2 separate regions of the Mus musculus genome follow, and region 2 is linked to region 1. The links are chromatin contacts, called in public promoter capture Hi-C maps. All regions are on one chromosome and are shown on one strand. Each heading gives the region's core, a stretch centred on a gene start, on an enhancer-like site or on the middle of the called end of the contact. The rest is flanking DNA. Distances are from core to core; before and after follow the strand shown. Region 1 holds the start of Slc8a2 (solute carrier family 8 (sodium/calcium exchanger), member 2). Region 2 holds the start of Bicra (BRD4 interacting chromatin remodeling complex associated protein).

The links. Promoter capture Hi-C pulls out the DNA fragments that hold promoters and counts their contacts.
Region 2: a promoter capture Hi-C map of macrophages shows a contact between it and region 1, with 8 read pairs. The contact joins the promoter of Bicra here to the promoter of Slc8a2 in region 1. A contact is called at or near these places in 8 of 39 promoter capture datasets (the C10 cell line, the HPC-7 cell line, cranial neural crest and 4 more), 1 of 484 Hi-C or Micro-C datasets (nephron progenitors), 5 of 115 datasets of contacts at active chromatin or transcription factors (CD8 T cells, bone marrow-derived macrophages, double positive thymocytes and 2 more) and 4 of 9 other capture datasets (adipose tissue, liver, macrophages and 1 more).

Annotation. Positions count from the first base shown.
Region 1 is chr7:16,128,565-16,131,264 of GRCm38.p6, reverse strand. It overlaps Slc8a2 (solute carrier family 8 (sodium/calcium exchanger), member 2), which reads right to left and starts at 1,439. Exons shown (of 10, transcript NM_148946.3): 1 at 844-1,439.
Region 2 is chr7:15,998,212-16,000,911 of GRCm38.p6, reverse strand. Bicra (BRD4 interacting chromatin remodeling complex associated protein) reads left to right here and starts at 1,417. Exons shown (of 14, transcript NM_001081418.1): 1 at 1,417-1,518.

The DNA.
Region 1 (2,700 bases), core at 190-2,689:
GAGAAAGGACTTGGTCAAGTCAGAGGCAGAACACAAATGTGGCATTAAGGCGTGGAGCTCCTAACCCAGTGATCTTTTAAGCCATCTGGAATCCCCACGCGCCTTCCACGCAGGGCGGGTATCTTGTAGGCAGAAAGCTCACCCCAGCTCTGGCCCAGGTGTTGGTTAGCACCTCGCCTACCTTCTCTGGAGCCCTTCCCGAGGGAAGGAAAACGTCAGGCTGAGCCCCTTTGTAGAGTCCCCAGAAGGTTTCTGCTTTCCCACCCAACCTCGCTGTGAAGGTGTGAGGCTGGAGGAAGTGAGACTGTGAGAAGGACCTGTCTAGCCTGATCTTAGAACAGTGCCCAGGAGTAGCACAGTGCCTCAGAGTTGTCCAAAGAATGAATGGACAGTGAGAGATATGGGAGTTAGACTTTGGAAGGACTGGTCAAATGTTATTACACTGGTTAGGCTGTAGGCAGGACCAGTCTCAGAAAGTCAAGGTTGAGAGGATGGAGAGACCTGGGCTAAAATGGGGTGAGGAGGAGTTGGGGGCACTTCAGGCCCTCGGGGGAGTCCACACTGCGGGGAATCTGCCTCCTCCAGGTTCCCCGTGCATCAGGGGCGGAGACAGAGGTGTGTGGGTGTGAGTTGGCTGCAGGCAGAGGGAGAAGAGGGAGGGGAGAGACAGACCCAGGTGCCCAGAGACGGACAGACAGACATACACCATACACATGGCGCACGCTGAAAGCGGAGCAGCCAGGACTCAGAGCCAGGGCTCAGAAAGCCCCCGCACTTGACGATGCGGCGCAGCCTGGATTCCCGCAACCCCAGAGGCTCCGGACGGCCACGCCGGGCTCTTACCTGCCTTGCGGCCGGGCCGGTCCCCGCTGGGCCCCCGCGGTGGGCGCCTCCGCCCGAGGAGAAAAGGGAGAAAGAGGGAGAGGAGCCGGGGACTGAGGGAGAGCAGGGAGGAGGGAGGAGAGGGGATGCGAGGAGGGGAACCGGGAAGGGGCCGGGAGGAGGGCGGAGCCCAGGGGAGGGGGCGGGGACAGAGAAAAGGGGGGAGTTGAGAGAGCAGCCCCGGAGAGGGGGCTAGACTGGAGAGGTAGGGGAATACAGCTTGGGAGGAGGCCGGGGGAAGGGGGCGGGGACAGAGGAACTGGGGCGGGGGAATCAGCCGTTAAGAGAGTCTAGGCTGAAGGAGGGAGTTGCCGCTGACGGGAGGGGGTGGGACAAGTGAGCTGGGGAAAGGACCACCAGGAGGTGGGAGAGAGGAAATTTAGGCAGGGTGGTGTGTGGGAACAGGGTAGTTGTGGGTTGGAGGACAGGGACAGCCTGGAAGAGGGAGGAGTTGAAGGAGGAGAGAGAGTGGGCACAGGGGAGCTGGGGAAAGGACCACCAGGAGGAGGGATATAGTCGCTGGAGGAAAAGAGGAGCCAGGAGAGGGTAGGGTTTATGGGAGGGAGTGAGGCCTGGGAGCTCAGACTAGAGAACCGCCGAGGGAGGAGCCAATATGAGGAGGCGTGACCAGGGGCGGGGCTACAGAACAGAGACTATGCCCTGCAAAGGGGCAGGAGGGAGGAGCCCGGAAAGGGGCGTAGCCAAGGAAGCTAGTGGGTGGTAGAGGGGCTTGGCAGGGCTGGGGCTGCAGGTTGCCCAATCTTGGGGTTCAGCACTAGAATCCGAGGACAGCGATGGAGGGCGCAAGTTCGTACACCAGTCTGTGCTGTGGTATCCCAGTCCCTCTCTTTGATCACACACGCATAGCAACCCCTCCATACAAGGGCCCAGAGATGTAGTCATTGCTACAAATAGCCACAGGCTGGCAGACCTGGGGGAAGTGGGGGAAGGAATGTCGGGAGGCAGATCTTTCCAAGTTCACAGGCTCAGCCTGCTCAGAGCACCTTACAGAAGACAGGGAACTGCTACCAGAGTGCCCAGGTACGACAAGAACCATTCCCTCTGCCCCTGCCACGCCAAAACACGGTCTCACTCCCAATCCCCAGAGGTAGATGTTGTTAGCTCCATTTTGACATTACGAGGGGGAAACTGAGGCAGCAACTGTGGCTTCAGGTTCTGTATCTTTACCGCATGCTGTACTGCCTCTTGGCTCGCAAGGCAAGGAAGGATCAAGATCACCCAGTGTGGCGGCACACATCTGTTTGATCCCCATACTCAGGGGGCTGAGACAGGAGGATGGCTGAGTTCCAAGCCATCCCCATAGCAAGACCTAGATCAAAACAGTTTTGGGGGAGGGGGCTGATGATGTGGACCAGTTGGTAGCATGTTTGCCAAACATGCACTAAGCCTGGGCTCTGCCCTCAGTACAGTATACACTATGCATGGTGGTGCATGCCTGCAATCCCAGCAATCAAGAAGTGGAGGTGAATCAGGAGTTGAAGGTTACCCTTGGCTAGAGGCCAGCTTTAGCTACATAAGACCCCTTCTTAACTTCCCCCCAACTGCCAAGTCCTAAGCCAAACGTCCTAGGATTCTGAAGCCTTCAGGTGGTTGACTACAACTAGGTGCACAGGTGCAAGCACTCATGCCTGCAAGTGCACACATGCACACACCTCAGGATGTGTGCATCACTCGCCTTCCCATCACTACCCTCAGGACAAACGCCACTCCAGGCTCCCTCTTTCTAGAGGACAGGTGACAGGTGCTGAGCACAAAATGGTACAACAGGAAGAGAAGGCTGGCTTTGCCAGCAGCGTG
Region 2 (2,700 bases), core at 168-2,667, 130 kb after region 1:
GTACCAGGCTTTATCCACTGAGCCATCTCACCACTATGATTTTTGTTTCTTGAGACAGAGTCTTGCTATGTAGGTCCAGGCTGGCCTCAAACTCACCATCCTCCTGCCTCTGCATTCTAGGAGATGGGATCACAGGTGTGGGCCTGTCTGTGTGGCCAGACATTTTATTTTCTGATGAGTTCCTTATATGAAATGTCCCCTGGACACTTGTCAGCCATAGAGGCTATAGAGTGTCTGGCAGAGAGAGTCGATGTATGAGGTGAGCGCCATTAGTGACCTCAGTGAGGGGGCACTAGTATATCTGAGATAAGGTACCTTTGCCAGAAACCAAGGCCCTGCATTGAGTGGTTGATGGAGCAGTTGTGCCCACAGGCCTACGGGAACCTGACCCTTTATCCCCCAGGACACAGATGGCATGTTTCAGGGACTATTGTGGCTGCTTAATACAACACACCTGTTTCAAATAATAACTGGCCATAGGGCCAGAAGTTGTAGCACACACCATTAATCTCCATCCTTTGGAAGCAGAGGCAGGCCTTTATGAATTCCAGGTCAGCCAGGGCTACAAAGTGAGGGCATGTCCGTCCATTATCCCCTAGCCCTCCTCCCCACTTCCAGAAAAAGGATAGCCTCTAGAAGGCTGGTGGTGTTACAGCAGTGGAAAAGCAGCTGCCTGAAATTCCCCCATGTGAGGGACTGGGGGCGTGGCTCAGTGATAAAATAATCACTTAATTCAAACATAATTATCTGGGCTCATACCCTAGAACCAAGAATAATGATACAGAACCAGAACTGGGTATTTTATATTAAGCTGAAGTATCAGTAAGTGATTTGGTACAGTGTGTGCCGTGGTGTTACATATGTGTATGCACACCATAGACCTTGTTCTTCCAATAGTATGTAAGATTGCTTTGTGTGCCTTTAAACTTGTGGTTTTCTATCTTTCTTCCTCCTCTCTCTTTTTGTTACCCCTTTAAAAACTTAATAACGGGGGCCTGTTCTGGTGGGACACAGTACAGTCCTGGCATTGGGGGCTGAGGTGAGAGGAACTCAAGTTCACAGGCCAGCCTGAGTTACATGATGTGCTTTGTGGTAAGTAAACTAGTTAACAATAGTCCTTAGCTGTAATCCAGTTTAGCAGCAGTGGTTGTTTACTTCTTTTTAAGTTGTTTTAAAACATAATCTTATGTAGCCCAGGTTTACCTACAACTGTCCATCCTCTTGCCTCAGCCTCCCCAGTGTCAAGATTATAAAAAAAACGTGTTCCCTTGTCTTTCCAGACCTCCCGCTCTTTCCTGTCCTCACTCTCTTCCAGGCTCTTCCCTTCCTCCATCTCTCCCGTCCCTGTCCCTCCATGCATGTCTTTTGCCAGCTGATAACCTTCCTCACTCACAGCTTCTCTCCTTTCTTTCCACAGCTGGCCCCACAAAGGACATTATCAAAGTCCCCAGCCTGGGGCCCTGTGTAGACCTGGAGTGGCCACCGCACCCTTCCCTTCATGATTCGTTCATAGCACAGGTAACCAGGGAAGACCCTCAGTTCACTCTTGGAGGTGCAGTTGTTCCTCTGGGTACTTGTGGGGCCCACTGGCATCTGACTTGCAGAACCTGGTTTAGCGGCCTCCTTCAGTCCCTCCTCTCCAGCCTACATCCCCATGTACAGAGCTGTAGGAAGGGTGTCCCTCAAGCTTCACCTTTTCTTTCATATTCTATAATGAGACAATGTGAGTGTAGCTCAGTGGTAGAGCCCCTGCCTAGAATCCTCCAGTGAGGGGCTGGGGGCGTGGCTTAGTGGTAGAGCCCTGCCTAGAATCCTCCAGTGAGGGGCTGGGGGCGTGGCTTAGTGGTAGAGCCCTGCCTAGAATCCTCCAGTGAGGGGCTGGGGGCGTGGCTTAGTGGTAGAGCCCTGCCTAGAATCCTCCAGTGAGGGGCTGGGGGCGTGGCTTAGTGGTAGAGCCCTGCCTAGAATCCTCCAGTGAGGGGCTGGGGGCGTGGCTTAGTGGTAGAGCCCTGCCTAGAATCCTCCAGTGAGGGGCTGGGGGCGTGGCTTAGTGGTAGAGCCCTGCCTAGAATCCTCCAGTGAGGGGCTGGGGGCGTGGCTCAGTGGTAGAGCCCTGCCTAGAATCCTCCAGTGAGGGGCTGGGGGCGTGGCTCAGTGGTAGAGCCCTGCCTAGAATCCTCCAGTGAGGGGCTGGGGGCGTGGCTTAGTGGTAGAGCCCTGCCTAGAATCCTCCAGTGAGGGGCTGGGGGCGTGGCTTAGTGGTAGAGCCCTGCCTAGAATCCTCCAGTGAGGGGCTGGGGGCGTGGCTCAGTGGTAGAGCCCTGCCTAGAATCCTCCAGTGAGGGGCTGGGGGCGTGGCTTAGTGGTAGAGCCCTGCCTAGAATCCTCCAGTGAGGGGCTGGGGGCGTGGCTCTGGTGGAGCCCCTGCCTAGAATCTTGCTATGAGATGCTAGGGGTGTGGCACAGTTACAGAGCACCTACGAGGCCTGCAGCATCCACAATAATGAGAAAGAAAGGAAAGGCCAGGAAGATAGTTCAGTTGGTAAAGGAGTTAGTTCTCTCTGTCCTGAGCTATAAGTTTCCACAACTCAGGAACTGTGGTCCTCATTGTATCCAGTTCATGATATTGCAATGGAAAGACCAACATGAGGCCAGTGGATTGATGCACTGGAAGAAGGGAAAGATGAATGGATCTGTTTG